Linked DNA regions of Mus musculus: regions 1, 2, 4 and 5 are each linked to region 3. A link is a contact called in public HiChIP or PLAC-seq and Micro-C data. All regions are on one chromosome and are shown on one strand. Each heading gives the region's core, a stretch centred on a gene start, on an enhancer-like site or on the middle of the called end of the contact. The rest is flanking DNA. Distances are from core to core; before and after follow the strand shown. Region 1 overlaps Ahcyl2 (S-adenosylhomocysteine hydrolase-like 2). Region 2 overlaps Tspan33 (tetraspanin 33). Region 3 has its middle 28 kb from the start of Gm31221. Region 4 overlaps Ahcyl2 (S-adenosylhomocysteine hydrolase-like 2). Region 5 holds the start of Smo (smoothened, frizzled class receptor).

What was found. Hi-C and Micro-C count contacts between places; a contact is called where the count stands out from the background. HiChIP or PLAC-seq counts read pairs in DNA pulled down with a chosen protein or histone mark.
Region 1: a contact with region 3 is called in an H3K4me3 HiChIP or PLAC-seq map of bone marrow-derived macrophages, with 3 times the contacts expected there. The contact joins two enhancer-like sites. A contact is called at or near these places in 1 of 15 datasets of contacts at CTCF or cohesin (large pre-B cells), 1 of 484 Hi-C or Micro-C datasets (nephron progenitors) and 3 of 115 datasets of contacts at active chromatin or transcription factors (bone marrow-derived macrophages, embryonic basal ganglia and embryonic midbrain).
Region 2: a Micro-C map of palatal mesenchyme shows a contact between it and region 3, with 2.3 times the contacts expected there. The contact joins two enhancer-like sites. A contact is called at or near these places in 6 of 39 promoter capture datasets (the 3T3-L1 cell line, embryonic stem cells, hippocampal neurons and 3 more), 2 of 15 datasets of contacts at CTCF or cohesin (embryonic stem cells and large pre-B cells), 21 of 484 Hi-C or Micro-C datasets (the Ba/F3 cell line, the CH12 cell line, the N1E-115 cell line and 14 more), 6 of 115 datasets of contacts at active chromatin or transcription factors (astrocytes, embryonic basal ganglia, embryonic midbrain and 3 more) and 1 of 9 other capture datasets (embryonic stem cells).
Region 4: a contact with region 3 is called in an H3K4me3 HiChIP or PLAC-seq map of embryonic midbrain, with 4 times the contacts expected there. The contact joins two enhancer-like sites. A contact is called at or near these places in 2 of 15 datasets of contacts at CTCF or cohesin (the NIH/3T3 cell line and large pre-B cells), 2 of 484 Hi-C or Micro-C datasets (CD4 T cells and group 2 innate lymphoid cells) and 6 of 115 datasets of contacts at active chromatin or transcription factors (bone marrow-derived dendritic cells, bone marrow-derived macrophages, embryonic basal ganglia and 3 more).
Region 5: a contact with region 3 is called in an H3K27ac HiChIP or PLAC-seq map of extraembryonic endoderm stem cells, with 8 times the contacts expected there. The contact joins the promoter of Smo here to the enhancer-like site in region 3. A contact is called at or near these places in 1 of 484 Hi-C or Micro-C datasets (bone marrow-derived macrophages), 7 of 115 datasets of contacts at active chromatin or transcription factors (bone marrow-derived macrophages, embryonic forebrain, embryonic midbrain and 3 more) and 1 of 9 other capture datasets (embryonic stem cells).

The regions. Positions count from the first base shown.
Region 1 is chr6:29,793,355-29,796,054 of GRCm38.p6, reverse strand. The region is part of intron 1 of Ahcyl2 (S-adenosylhomocysteine hydrolase-like 2); the gene reads right to left. Among named protein-coding and RNA genes, the nearest start is that of Ahcyl2, 26 kb to the right of the region's middle. Within about 2 kb of position 1,259, at least 42 of the 459 cell types and tissues checked have an H3K27ac peak or open chromatin away from gene starts, as enhancers often do. A contact at or near this core is called in bone marrow-derived macrophages, where this site is marked.
Region 2 is chr6:29,706,628-29,709,327 of GRCm38.p6, reverse strand. All of the region lies in intron 1 of Tspan33 (tetraspanin 33), which reads right to left. Among named protein-coding and RNA genes, the nearest start is that of Tspan33, 14 kb to the right of the region's middle. Within about 2 kb of position 1,252, at least 36 of the 459 cell types and tissues checked have an H3K27ac peak or open chromatin away from gene starts, as enhancers often do.
Region 3 is chr6:30,204,512-30,207,211 of GRCm38.p6, reverse strand. No RefSeq gene overlaps it. Among named protein-coding and RNA genes, the nearest start is that of Gm31221, 28 kb to the right of the region's middle. Within about 2 kb of position 1,446, at least 41 of the 459 cell types and tissues checked have an H3K27ac peak or open chromatin away from gene starts, as enhancers often do. A contact at or near this core is called in bone marrow-derived macrophages, where this site is marked.
Region 4 is chr6:29,813,379-29,816,078 of GRCm38.p6, reverse strand. The region is part of intron 1 of Ahcyl2 (S-adenosylhomocysteine hydrolase-like 2); the gene reads right to left. Among named protein-coding and RNA genes, the nearest start is that of Ahcyl2, 46 kb to the right of the region's middle. Within about 2 kb of position 1,313, at least 57 of the 459 cell types and tissues checked have an H3K27ac peak or open chromatin away from gene starts, as enhancers often do.
Region 5 is chr6:29,734,150-29,736,849 of GRCm38.p6, reverse strand. It overlaps Smo (smoothened, frizzled class receptor), which reads right to left and starts at 1,353. Exons shown (of 12, transcript NM_176996.4): 1 at 497-1,353. The coding sequence starts at 839.

The sequences.
Region 1 (2,700 bases), core at 10-2,509, 410 kb after region 3:
AGCCCAAAACTTTAGGGTTTTTTGTTTGTTCGTTTTATTACTTTTTTTTTTTTACAGTCCAGTCGTTACCTCCCTCCCAGTCTGCCCTTCCAGTTTCTCATCCCATGCCCCCTCCCTCGTCTCTAAGGGGATGTCTCCCCAACCCTACCCCTTCCGCCGGGCCTCCCCACTCCCTGGGGCCCTATGTCTGTCAAGGGTTAGCACATCTTGCACCCAGCAGTCCTCTGCTGTAGATATGTAGGGGGCCTCAGACCAGCTGGTATGTGTGCTACCTGGTTGGTGGCTCAGTGTCTGAGAGATCTCTGGGGTCTGGATTAGTAGAGACTGCTGGTCTTCCTATAGGGTCATCCTCCTCATCAGCTTCTTCCAGCCTTTCCCTAATTCAACCACAGGGGTCCCCAACTTCTGTCCATTGGTTGGGTATAAGTATGTACATCTGTCTCAGTCAGCTGCTTGTTGGGCCTCTTGGGAGGACAACCATGAGTAGCTTTCAGTCCCTTTTCTCCTCCAGTGTTGGGCATTCATGGACCTAAGCCTTTGTATACTGTAGACAAGTGTTACTCCACTGAGTTACATCCATCCCCAGCTCACTCGCGTCCATTTTTCTCTAAGATTTTTTTCTTTACCTTTTTCTAAGTTCATTTATGAGATTTAAAATAATGTTTATTATATTTATCTGGCATCTGCCTAAAAATCTTAACTATTCACCCTTTTATCAAATGATAAGTATTTAATAAGGAGGGGCACAAAAAAAAGGAAACTTGACTATAAACAATTTTTCTCTGCCTTTTATCTAAGATGGGATAGAGGGCCCAGAGATCTAAGGGTTTCTTTTACTCCGATTCTAACTGAAGGAATAGATAGTGCTTGACCATCCTGCCATAACAGCTTTGTTCCCTAGTAACTAAATGGAAGGGGTGGACAGGCAAAAGTAGTTCTAACAACTCATAGATAAGAAGGCAGAATCGCTTAGGCAGATCAGGTTTTACAATGAGGAGGGTTGAAGGAACTGCAAACCAAAGTATTAAAATACACCTAATAGTCTCTTATGTCCCTTAACTTATTTTTCAGTAAACGTTTGACCTTCTACCAAGTAATGTAAAATATAAGTCTGACTGGATAATTATAAAACCCTTTAACTCAGGACTTCCCATCAGCACTGAATATTACTCAGAAAAGAAAAAAGGAGGAGCTCGTGGTCCAGGGCTCGCCTAGACCGTGGGTTCCCTGCAGAAACAAAGAGGGAAAATGGGAAGTGAAATTAACTCGGGGGAGACAGCAAGATGGCTCAGCAGTGAAAAAGGCTTGACACAAACCCAGTGACTAAAGTTCAATTTCCAGAATCTACAATGGAAAGGAAGTAACTCTCAAAAAGTTGTCCCCTGACCTCCACAGGCAGGAAGCGGTACACACAAGCCATGTCATACAACAATGAACAACAAATATAAACAAAAATACCTTTTAATGTTCATTTCAAAAACTAAATACTGTATTTTGTTGATATGTGCTATATGTGTGTATTAAATGAAAAAAAGACATAAATATAAATTAAGAACCAAATAAAATTATCAGGTAAGATAGGTATAAACACCATAAACTTTAAAAATATAGAATACACAGCCAGACACAGTGGTCCATGCCTTTAATCCCAGCACTCAAGAAGCAAAGGTACCTCTGTTTGGGGCTGTAATTCCCAGTCCTACTACTCGAGCATTTTATTAATACTTTCTATATCCTGTGAACTTTATGCCAGCTTATCCAGTTTCCTTACTAGTCCCCTCTATTTAGATGTCCCACAAACACCTCAAGTTCAACATAATTAAATTAAGCTATCTTCTATTATTGATACCTCCTGTATTGATCAACTCACCACCCACTCAAATGGTAGACAACTGTAGATTTCTGAGTATTTCTTTCTGTTTTCCCTTTCTTATTCCTATTCACAATGAACAAAGACTGGTGTGTCTGAAGACAGCTATTGTGTACAAGTAAAATAAAATAAATCTTTAAAAAAAAAAAAAAAGAGCCAGGCGTGGTGGCGCACACCTTTAATCCCAGCACTTGGGAGGCAGAGACAGGCAGATTGCTGAGTTCGAGGCCAGCCTGGTCTACAGTGTGAGTTCCAGGACAGTCAGGGCTACACAGAGAAACCCTGTCTCAAAAAAACAAAAACAAAAAAAAAAAACAAAAAAAGTTCAAGCCCATCCTGGGTTATATAAGGAGCCAAACCTTTGTAACAAGGCCCCCGTCTCAAAAAATAATCAGATAAAGGAAAGTGAAAGAAGAGAGGGAGAGGAAGAAGAAAGGAAAGAGGGGAGGAAATGCATAGCTCACTTCTGAACAGCTTTCAGAGAAACACTGTGTAGATTCTACCATGCCTCATTTCCTTCTGGCACAATAAGAAAGCCTCAAATCATAGACTTATCTCCAGCCTGAATCCTGGAACAAAACTACACTAAAGACATCAGCATATGCAAAAAACAAACCATGTTTAATAACTACTGACATCTGGGAGCTGCTTGTGACCACAACATAACAAAGACAAAAATTATTTATATGGTACATCATAAGATGACAAGCTCATTTGGTTTTAATCAGATTTCCTACAACTGTTATTCCTGCCTTTCCAATCCACCCTAAGACTTAACTGTATTCACCTGCCTCTGCCTTTCAAGTGCTGGCACTGCAGGTGTGTCCATG
Region 2 (2,700 bases), core at 3-2,502, 500 kb after region 3:
CACTGAAGCCAGAAGAGGGCACAGAGATCCTTGGATCTGGTGTTAGAGATGAAGGTGTTCGTGAAATGTTTTGTGTGGGAGCTGGAATCTAAACTCCAGGCAGGTCCTGAGTTACAGCAGTAAACATTCTTAACCACTGAGCCATTTCTCCAGCCAAAACTATCTAAAATATGATCATAACTTTATTTTTCTTTTTTCTCTTTCTCCCTCCTCTCCCCTTTCCTTATTGGTTTTTCAAGACAGGGTTTCTCTGAGTAGCCCTGGCTGTCCTCGAACTCAGAGATCTGCCTGCCTCTATCTCCCAAGTGTTGGGATTTAAGGTGTGAGCTATCATTGCCTGACTAAACTTATGTTTCTTATGTCTTAAAAAATGTTTTAGGGGCTGGAGACAAGTTTCAGCAATTAAGAGCACTTGTGTTTGCAGAGAGCCTGGCTTAAGGTCCTAGCACCCACACGCCAGCTCACAACCACCTGCAACTCCAGTCGGTTACCTCTGGCCTCTGAGGGCACTTACACACATGCAGGCAAAATGCTCACATGCATATAAATAAAAACAAGTTCGTTTCCATTTTTGACATCTGTCTATGTGTGAGCTCCTGCTGCAGCACACACGTGAAGGAAGAGCACAGCTGCGGGCGCTGATTTTCTCCTTCTGCTCTGTGTCCCAGGATCACACTCGGGCTGAGTGTCAGCCTTGGCTACAGACACCTTTACCCACTAAGCCATATCGTCAGTCCGGAAAAAAAAATGTTGTGAGAGTTGAATAAAATAATGCTTGGAAATCACCTAAATTTCTGACACTGAATACTATATACCATCACCAACAGGACTATATAGGATGTGTTCAATTCTGAATTCTAACTCACCTACATCAAAAGGCAGGCAGGTCTTCCTGGCAGACGCAGACTCTAGCTAACTCCATTGGAAGCCAAGGATAAAAGTACACACCAATGTGAAAGGCAGGAGTGTGCTTACTGGCTCTACCATAGAAAGGAATCTTTATAAACTCTGATTCCAATATGGAAGAAGACAATTTAAGCCTTACAAATTTCATGGCTCCTCCCTGTAAGAGCAAAGCCCATGAGAGGTTCCCAGGGGCCCCCAGAGGGGTCTTTCTTTCCAAGGCTCCCAAGAGTGCCTGGTAGCCCCAGCTCTCCGCTCAGCTTCCAGCCCAGTTTCCAGGCTGGTGCTAAGCAGCAGCTCACTGTCACCATGGCAATAGATTAGGCCAGGCTCTGGCGGAGAGGTCTCAGCAGCAGGGGCTTGACCAGCTCAGGAGGGAAGGGTATAGCAGCTAGATCCCACATCCTGTGAGACAACACTCTGCAGGAAAGAGCCACCTGGGAGGTCTTCAGTGAGAGAAGGGAGCTGGGCCCTAGGTCAGGTAATGAGATTAAACTAGCCCTCTGTGAGGAAGACATTTTTCCATTTGGGAGTTATTTCTGAACATTCTTTACTATTTAGCAAAAGACAAGTATGTAGTTAATGCCAGGCCTGGGTTAAAAATAAGTCTTTGGAATGCTTCTTTGTGAATCCATAGTGCTATGGTTTCTTGGCCTTTTGGCTAAGATCAAGTGTGTGAGTCCATAGTGCTTTCTCCTGGCCACTTCTCAGATCCATCCTCTGACTCAGATCCAACATGCTCTCCTCACCCCCACCCAGGTCTGGCCCTTCCTCTGACTTGGGTCCAAATATTATTAGCCTTCATCTTCTGCTTGGGATAAACAGGGCAGCTTACCGAGCTGAACGTGGGGCTGTGGGTGCTAACACATGGCCAGGCTTAGGAAACATGGGGGAAGACAGGGAAATCCTAGGTCAGGGATGCCAGTCGCTGCCAGGTCTGGACGAGCCCTTTAACAGTATGAGCAAATAAATGTCTCTGAAAACTTAACACACCTGGGTCAGCAAGATGGCTCAGCAGGGAGAGGCACTTGTGTGCAAGTCTGGCAACCTGAGTTCAGTACTTGGAACCCACTCCACAAAACTGTCCTCTGCCTTTCCCTCACTACTGCACAGAACTGCAGTTGTGAGTATTCTATTACTGTGGACTTAATTAAAAATGAGTATTCTGTATTTTTGTTGCTCCTAGTCTCCTCATATGCTAAAATTTTTCTAGATTGGATAACTTTGTACAGGGATCAAGCCAGCAGGTGTGGTAGTGCATGCCTGCAGTCCCAGAGCTCTGGAAGGAGAAATGGGACAATCGGAAGCTCAAGCCTGCCTTGGGTATGTTGTAAGGGCTATGTGAGACCTTACTTCAACAAAAGAGACAGAGATGGGAGAAGAAGAATGGGAGAGAGGGAGAGGCTACATATCACAGGGCAACTTAATTCTCTCCATGGGCATGTAACTACAACACTTGCTCCATCTTCTGGGGTAAAAAGAACAATGTCCTCCAGGGACAATAATGTCCTAATTCTATGAGCCTGTGAATATATTATCTTATGTTGCCAAAGAGACTTTTTGCAAATGTGATTTAGGATTTAAAGATCTCCTCATCCCTCTGCCCCCCCCCCCCCACACACACACACTGCCACTGCCCAGGACCCAATATGGTCACAAGTAGACCTTATCAGAAGGAAGGAAGAGGGGCAGATTCAGAGAGAGAGGCAGAATAGTGGAAGCAAGGTTGAAGTGATGCAGTACCATGAACCAAGGAATGTAGGCAGCTGCAGAAGCAGGAGCAGGAAAGGACATTTC
Region 3 (2,700 bases), core at 197-2,696:
TTATTTAGCTCAATATTACCTGTTTGCTGTATAATTGATACTTACAAGTTAATGGGTTGCCGGGCAGTGGTGGCACACGCCTTTAATCCAAGCACTTGGGAGGCAAAGATAAGGCAGGTTTCTGAGTTCAAGGCCAGCCTGGTCTATACAGAGTGAGTTCCAGGACAGCCAGCCAGTACTATACAGAGAAACCCTGTCTCAAGAAAAGAAAAAGAAAAAGTAAGCCGGGCATGGTGGCACACGCCTTTAATCCTAGCACTCGGGAGGCAGAGGCAGGCAGATTTCTGAGTTCGAGGCCAGCCTGGTCTACAAAGTGAGTTCCAGGACAGCCAGGGCTGTACAGAGAAACCCTGTCTCGAAAAACCAAAAAAAAATAAAATAAAATAAAATAAAATAAAAAAAAAAGAAAAAGAAAAAGTTCATGAGTTAATTTGCACTTTAGTGATGGTAATATTAGTTCAGTATGTATCTATCAACACGAATGCTAATTTCTCAGTGGTCAAAGGCATAGCCAGTCTCTGGTCAGTGCTGAGGAGGCGGAGAAGTTTGAGTTGAAAGCCAATTTGGCCAATCCTGTCTACAAACATTCAGGGGGCTGGAGAGATGGCTCAGTGATTAAGAACACTGACTGCTCTTCCAGAGGTCCTGAGTTCAGTTCCCAGCACCCATGGAGACTTCGGCCACCCATAACTACAGTTCCAGGAGATCTTCTGACCTCCACCTGTGCCAGGCACACAAATAAATGGTCCACATACATATGCAGGCAAAAGCACACATGCATAAAATAGAATCTAAATACAATATTTGTTTGTTTGGAGACAGAGTTGTTCTGCCTAGCCTTGGCTGTCCAGGAGTTCGATCTGTACACCAGGCTGGTCTTGAACTCTCAGAGATCTGCCTGCCTCTGCCTCCCAGAAGTTTTGTTATTGTTTTACTAGAACAAAGTTTTGCAGAAAAATGTACAGTGCTTGTTTTGAGCTCTAATTAATGTGTATATACCGTGAAAAAATGCAGTACTCTCCCAGAGACAAAGTGCGTAGAGGGGAGGAGGGAGTTAAAAAGAAAGGAATTTATGCTCAGTACCGGGAAGCGCCCCCCACCCTCCTGCTGCTGGAAGCCTCTGCTGGCTGCTAGGGTTTTTCTGTATAGAAGGCAAATAATCCCGGAGCCTAGATGCCTTCAGGGACAGTGGAAGTACCAGGCAGTGGGAGCAGAGGCTCGCGGGGTGGGGGGCTCTGAGGCTCCACCTGGCTGTCCCCTTAGCCTCAGCTTCATCCTCCGGGACGGGAGGGGCGTGACTTCCAGGATCTGAGGACACCGGGGCTCCGCCGTTCTGGATAGTCCGTAGACAGCTGAGACCGCCCGCGGTGGCAGATGCTGTGACCCCAGAGCTGCTGAGACGCCACAGGCTCTCCAGAGTGTCCCTCCTCGGCTCCGCCGCCAGGGGGCGCGCGGGGCTCGTGCTGGCCCCGGCTCTGCGCCTCGCGAGGGAGAGCCTGGCTGGTGGCACAAAGCATCCCCATCCCCGCTCTGTGACTACCACACCTGTCCTCTGAACACAGGACCCCAACCTGTCAATTGCCAGGGATATATAGAGAAACCCTGTTCCGCAAAAACAAAAAACAAAAACAAACAAACAAACAAACAAACAAACAACAAAAAAAGAAGCCAAGCCGATCAGTGGTGGCACGCCTTTAATTCCAGCACTTGGGAGGCAGAGGCAGGCAGATTTCTGAGTTCGAGGCCAGCCTGGTCTACAAAGTGAGTTCCAGGCCAGCCAGGGCTACACAGAGAAACCCTGTCTCGAAAAACCAAAAAAAAAAAAAAAAAAAAAAAAAAAGCCAAGCTGAGAACAATTTAAAGTGAAAGTACTTAGATCTTTTAGATCTTTCTTTTCACACGGGCAGCACATGCTAACAGTAAGGAATGGAGAAGGTGGCTTTGGGTTGTTTGAGCAGACAGTGCCCATTCAAAGACACCTGGACTGAGAGCAGTCATTTCCAGACTGAAGGAGGCGGCCTTTGTCCTGCATGGAGGACCTCAGGGTGAGCTGGCAGGCCCTTACTAGCAGAGGACCCCTGAGGTCAGGGGACTGGCCCAGCAGTGTGGCTCGGGCTGCAGGGAAGCGGTGAGACCGCGGGTTTTAGGGCCTGTAAAGGAGCACACGGGCTCAGGACAACATGGTCCCCTGCCAGTAATTCACTCACACGGAGCCCTGGGATGAGGGCCTCTCCAGCTCGAGCTGCGCTGCCTGCCCAGCATCTGTTCCCTCCTGTGTGGAGGACACAATGCAGTTTGCTGGACTCTCCCTGCCTGCCATGTGGATCCCGGGGGTTCCCTCTCCCGCCTTCCAGAGCAGCTTTTCTGAATTCGGAGAATGCCAGCGCTGGGGAAAGAGGAGAGCCTTTGGTCCCAGTTGGCAGAGGCCAGGAAGAGGGTCTGCCTGCAAGCTGGCCGCCCGCCTCTCCCGCTGGTGGAAAGCTAGTTGCTTTGCCCTTACACCAGGTTTCCGCCGCTTCCTGACATTTGCAGCCCGTGTTCCTGAGGACCAGGCCTCTTAGTGTGGGTGGGAAATTGGATGGTGCTCTTATGATTCAGCCCTGTCTCTAAAGGTCACTCCCCCCTGAGTCTGGTGACCTGAGTTCAATCTCCGGGATCCCTGTGGTGGCAGAAGAGGAACCAACTCCTGAAAGCCGACCT
Region 4 (2,700 bases), core at 64-2,563, 390 kb after region 3:
ACACAGGGTCTCTCAATGAACTGGATGCTCACTGTTTTAGATTATGCTAACTGGTTGGCTCTAATGTTCTGCCTGTTTCTGCCCCACAATGCCAGGAAGGGTTATCGGCATATGAAGTCATGCCCCAGCTTTCTATGTGAAAACTCATGGTCCTCTTGCTTACAGAGCAAGCACTCTTACTAAGCCATGTCCCCAGGCCTATTTTGTTTTTTCTTCTTGAGACAGGGTCACACTGTGTGAGCCATGCAGGCCTCAAATCCACTGTAATCACCCTTCCTCAGCCTCCTGCAAGCTAAGAGTTAAGATCTGCGCCATGATGCCAGGCTAATCAATAACCATTTAAAAAGAATCACAAGGGATTTGCATTGCATGAAACTCCTAGCAAAGCCAGCCACTGTTTGTGAAAGGAATGAAGCAAGATCAGCCTAATCAAAGACAATGTTGAGTTTTACCAGGGTATAGGGGGCCTCTCCAGCATGCCTTCATTTTTAAGGTAATAATTGAAATACTGTAATTTTTTTTAAAGCAGGGTCTCACTATAAACCATTTGCTGGGCTGGAATTTTTCTACATATATCAGGCTGGCTTTGAACAAACAGAGATCCAATTGCCTCTGTTTCCCCAGAGCTGAGATTATAGGTAGGTGCCATTATATCTGGTCTGTGACTGATTTCTATTAATATTTATATACTAACTATATTCCCACTGTGTACTGTGTGTTTGTTTACCTTTCGGTTAGCTTTATGTGTTCGTGACAGGGTCATGTTATGTAGTGGTGACTTGCCTGGAGCTACCATGCAGATGAGGCTGACCTACAACCTGCAAGAATGCTCACACTTCTTGCCTGCTCACTACTGGGAATACAGGCTATACCACTATGCTCAACATGGTTTTCTCTTTCTGTACGGTGAAATAAAATCCTTGAGTCAGCTTATAAACTAAAACCTGAAGAAATATCAAGCACTGCCTACACAAAGACTCATTATATAATCTATATAATGTCCCCTTCTGCCTACTTTTCAGCTTCGAAATCTAGGCTTCTCTTTAAGATACTACAGAACTGGTGAGGAGCATTCCCTGAATTTACTTAGTTGTTCTGTTCTGTTCTGTTCTCCAATCTAAAGACATGGACTGACTCAGATGCAGCATTTTTAAAGCTGCTGCTTTGCAATGTGCATCCCTCATAAAACCTTAATCACAGTGAATTTAGTTAAATCCTTGAAAACCAGATTGTACTGGCTTCACACAGCAAGTCTGGCTGCTCGGCTTAAATTCCCCAGGGACAAGAGAGAAGCTCTACTCTATTATGAAACCAGCTTGCCTAATCCAATTCCCTTTCAGGGAAAGAGGTCAAGGAGAATAACTGCTGTGCCGTTTTTCAATGCTTCCTTCCAAGAAATGACTGTGATTGACAGATGCTATTTCTTTGAGTTTCAATGGCATACTGCCAAGATCAACTAAGTGTTTCTTGGTTATAAGAACAATATCATTCACCAAGCCACATGATGTGTCAGTCATATTTTTTTACATTAGTGAATTTTCTAAGTTTCAAAGCTCACACACACATGTACCATTAGAAACCTGAACATATGTGATCTTCATTTATAGTCTTGGAAACTACAACATATGACTTATCACACGCAAGTTGACAGGTTTACACTCTAACTTAGCTGACCTAAGTCCTATGAAGTGCAATCTTCTTAGTATGCCTACTTATCCCATTAACTGCCTTGTCGTACTGAAACACTAACAGAAAGTTACCCTGTTCCGTTTAACAGCTACAGCAATATAACAGACAGAGACACATGCGGTATAATAGAAAGAACGAGACTTGGAGACAGAGATGTCTTCAAATCATAGTCCTGTCACTTAAGATTTGAGACAGGTATGTGTTCTTATTACATGTTGAAGCATCTTCTGGGTATATGCCCAGGAATGGTACAGCTGGGTCCTCAGGTAATACTATGTCCAATTTTCTGAGGAACTGCCAAATTAAAAACAATGAATTCATCACATTCTTAGGCAAATGGATGAAACTAGAATATATCATCCTGTGTGAGGTAACCCAATCACAAAAGAACACACATGGTATACACTCACTGATAAGTGGATATTAGCCCAGAAGCTCAGAATACCCAAGATACAACTCATAGACCAAATGAAGCTCAAGAAGAAGGAAGACCAAAGTATGGATACTTCAAGCCTTTCTTAGAAGGGGGAACAAAATACCCATGGGAGGAGATACAGAGACAAAGTATGGCGCAGAGACTGAAGAAAAGGCCATCCGGAGACTGTCCCACTTGGGGATTCACCCCAAATACAGTCACCAAACCCAACAAGTTGGATGCCAACAAGTGCTTGCTGACAGGAGCCTGATACAGCTGTCTCTTGAGAGGCTCTGCCAGTGCCTGACAAATACAGAGGCGGATGCTCTCAGCTAACCACTAGACTGAGCACAAAGTTCCCAATGGAAGAGCTAGAGAAAGGACTGAAGGAGCTGAAGGAGCTTGCAGCCCCAGAGGAGGAACAACCATATGAACCAACCAGTACCCCCAGAGCTCCCAGGGACTAAACCACCAACCAAAGAGTACACATGGAGGGACACATGGCTCCAGCTGCATATGTAGCAGAGGATGGCCTTGTTGGACATCAATGGGAAGAGAGGCCCTTGGTTTTGTGAAGGATCGATGCCCCAGTGTAG
Region 5 (2,700 bases), core at 104-2,603, 470 kb after region 3:
CTGGGCTGATCTAAATCAAGATTACCAGGTGGTTCGTTTGGCTTTTTAGTTACTACAAGGAGGCATTTTTTTTTTCCTTCTCAGAATGTACAAGTTTTCCTCGCCCCTTCCCTCCAAATCCTTAAATGTCTTCCACCTTCATCCTCTCTTTCTTCTCTACAACTCAGATTGCCTCAAGGTCTGAACACTGCCCAGAATCCCCATGGACTGTTGCTTCACGAATACATCTCTTCTCCCTCCTTGCATCCCCCTAACCCCATCCTTACTCGGGCTCTTTGTGACCGACTGGCTTCCCTGGTCTCTTGCCCCGACCCCTTCTCCAACACGCAGAGTCTCCTTCCCGCACGCAACCTGTCCCAAAAGTTCCGGACTCGTTTCTCCAACTATTCCGGGTGCAAGCCGCGCCCGCCCAACAGTTTGAGGCCTGAGCCTTTTCTTTCCGTCAGTGGCCGGTCCCATCACCTCCGCGTCGCAATCCCGACTCCCGCGCGCTTACCGGACCAGAGCACGAGCTTGCCGTGCGCTTCCTCCTGCGAGTCCGAGTCCCCAGCCAGCAGCGTGGTGGTGGCTCCGTAGGGCAGCGCCGAGCCCAGGCACACGTTGTAGCGCAAAGGCTCGCAGTGGGCGGCCCGGCCGCAGTGGCTCAGCAGCGGCGGCGGAGGGCTGGTCACCGGCACGTCCCTCCTCGAGCTCCCGCTGGCGCTGTGAGGCCCAGGCCCGGTCACGTTCCCGCTCAAGGCCGCCCCCCGGCCCGGGCCCCCCAGCAGTACCAGCAGCAGCAACTGCAGCAGCCTCCGGGGCGCCAGCTCGGGCCCACGCACGGGGCGGCCAGCGGCCATGGCCAAACAGCCAACTCAGCAAAAGCTGAGGCGCCCCGGAGCTCCCCGGAGTCCCCTGGCCACACACACGACCCCGGGGGCCGCGGAGGCTACTTAGGCGACCGGTGCGCCCCGAAAGTCTGGGGCCAGCTTTCGCCAGGCGCCGCGCGCGTCCGGGCCCCTCGACTCCCAACTTTGCAAACTTTGGAACCCGGGCCCCATGTTGAGCAGCGCAGGCCCGGGCCAGGATGCACAGACCCCGGACTCCCTGGCCTGGAGATCGAAGCTGTCTTCAACCCTGGGAACCCTCCGGGGCCCCGATCTCCAGCCCCATTCCCTCTCCCACCATTAAAACCGACTCCCAGCCCCTCGATGGAGGCCAGGCGCCGGCCGGGGGGGGGGGGGGGGTGCGGGAGTGGGTCCCCGGCTCCGCCCCCACGCCAGCCCGCGGCCCAGCAGCCACCTCCGCGCGAGCGCGCCGCAGCCCCCTGAGCTCTCCCTGCCGACTACCGGGCTCCTTTGTTGCTCTAGCTGGCCCTGCTCTCTGGAATGCACGGGCCTCGCGGAGCCAAGCCCGGCCCCCCCATCCGCGGAGGCTGGGGGAGGGCCCGAGCGAAGAAAAGCAAGGGGAGAGTCAGACGCTGGAGAGGAGGAGCCCCAGCTTTGGCGGCCTAAATGCCCGAAGGGGCTGGGGTGGGGGTATTCGGGAACCTTCACCCTACAGAAGACCCTCGCGGGGGGGGGGGGGGGGGGGGATGCGTGCAAGTTGTGTCCCAGAGGCACTTGACTGAATCTTTAGTTGGTCCTAAGGTTGTTTGACGTGACTTTTAGGAGAGGACATTTCTCTCAGTTTAGGGTGGCAGGGGGATGCCTAAAGCAGGCAAGAGTTTTCACTCCATTCCTGCCCAATTCCCCAGCCCTACCAATCTTTTCTTGCTTTTTGTTAGTTAGATCTTTCTCAACTTTACCTAGAACCCTGGTGGAGAAGAACCGGAGTTTGGGGGTTTTGCTTCTTTAAATTCTTCCTGCTCGAGATATATATGGGGAAATAACCTCGGAGTCACTCAGAGTAGCTGCTGTTACCTGTGGGGACAGATGTCTATCCTGAGAACATGTCAACACCAAGCCTTTATCGCTCAGGTATGTCAGGGCTGGATGGACTGTGATTTCCATCAACTGTCCCTGATGCACCTTCGGGTTTGTCCGCAGGAAACTAGTCCATCTTGGATGAATACCTGTGGCCCAGCTGCCTCATGAAGTTTCTGTCGTTCCCTTCTCCACTCAGTTCTTCTTTCTTTCTCTCTTTCTTTCTTTCTTTCTTTCTTTCTTTCTTTCTTTCTTTCTTTCTTCCTTCCTTCCTTCCTTCCTTCCTTCCTTCCGTCAGTTCTTTCTTTCTTGCAGCTTCTTTAAGTCACAGCTCCCCTAAGCAAGTCTCCCTCAACGGCTAGGAGACTGGACTGAATGAACCTTGAGTAACTTTTCCTTGTTGACGGACAACTCAATAGCATAGCTTTTCATTTCTTGTTTCTGTAAGAATAGCTCACAGTCAGCCAGATATAGATCGTTTCTGTTATCTCTGTTGTTTAAGAGCAAATTGACTCCTACACTTCAGATACATGCTTAATTGGTACCCAAGTCTCCAGAACTATGTGAGGAATCTAATTCAATTTGGGGGCTCATTTTGTGTTTTAATTTTATTCTTGTTGGTGTGATAAAATATCCTGACATAGCAACTATAAGGCTAAAAGGATGTATTCTGGACTCACAATTCTAGGTCATAGTCCATCATTGTGGAAAACCTTAGACAGGGACCTTAGCTGGTTGCATCCACAATCAAGAGCAGAGAGAAATGAATACATGCATGCTTACTGGTACTCAGCAC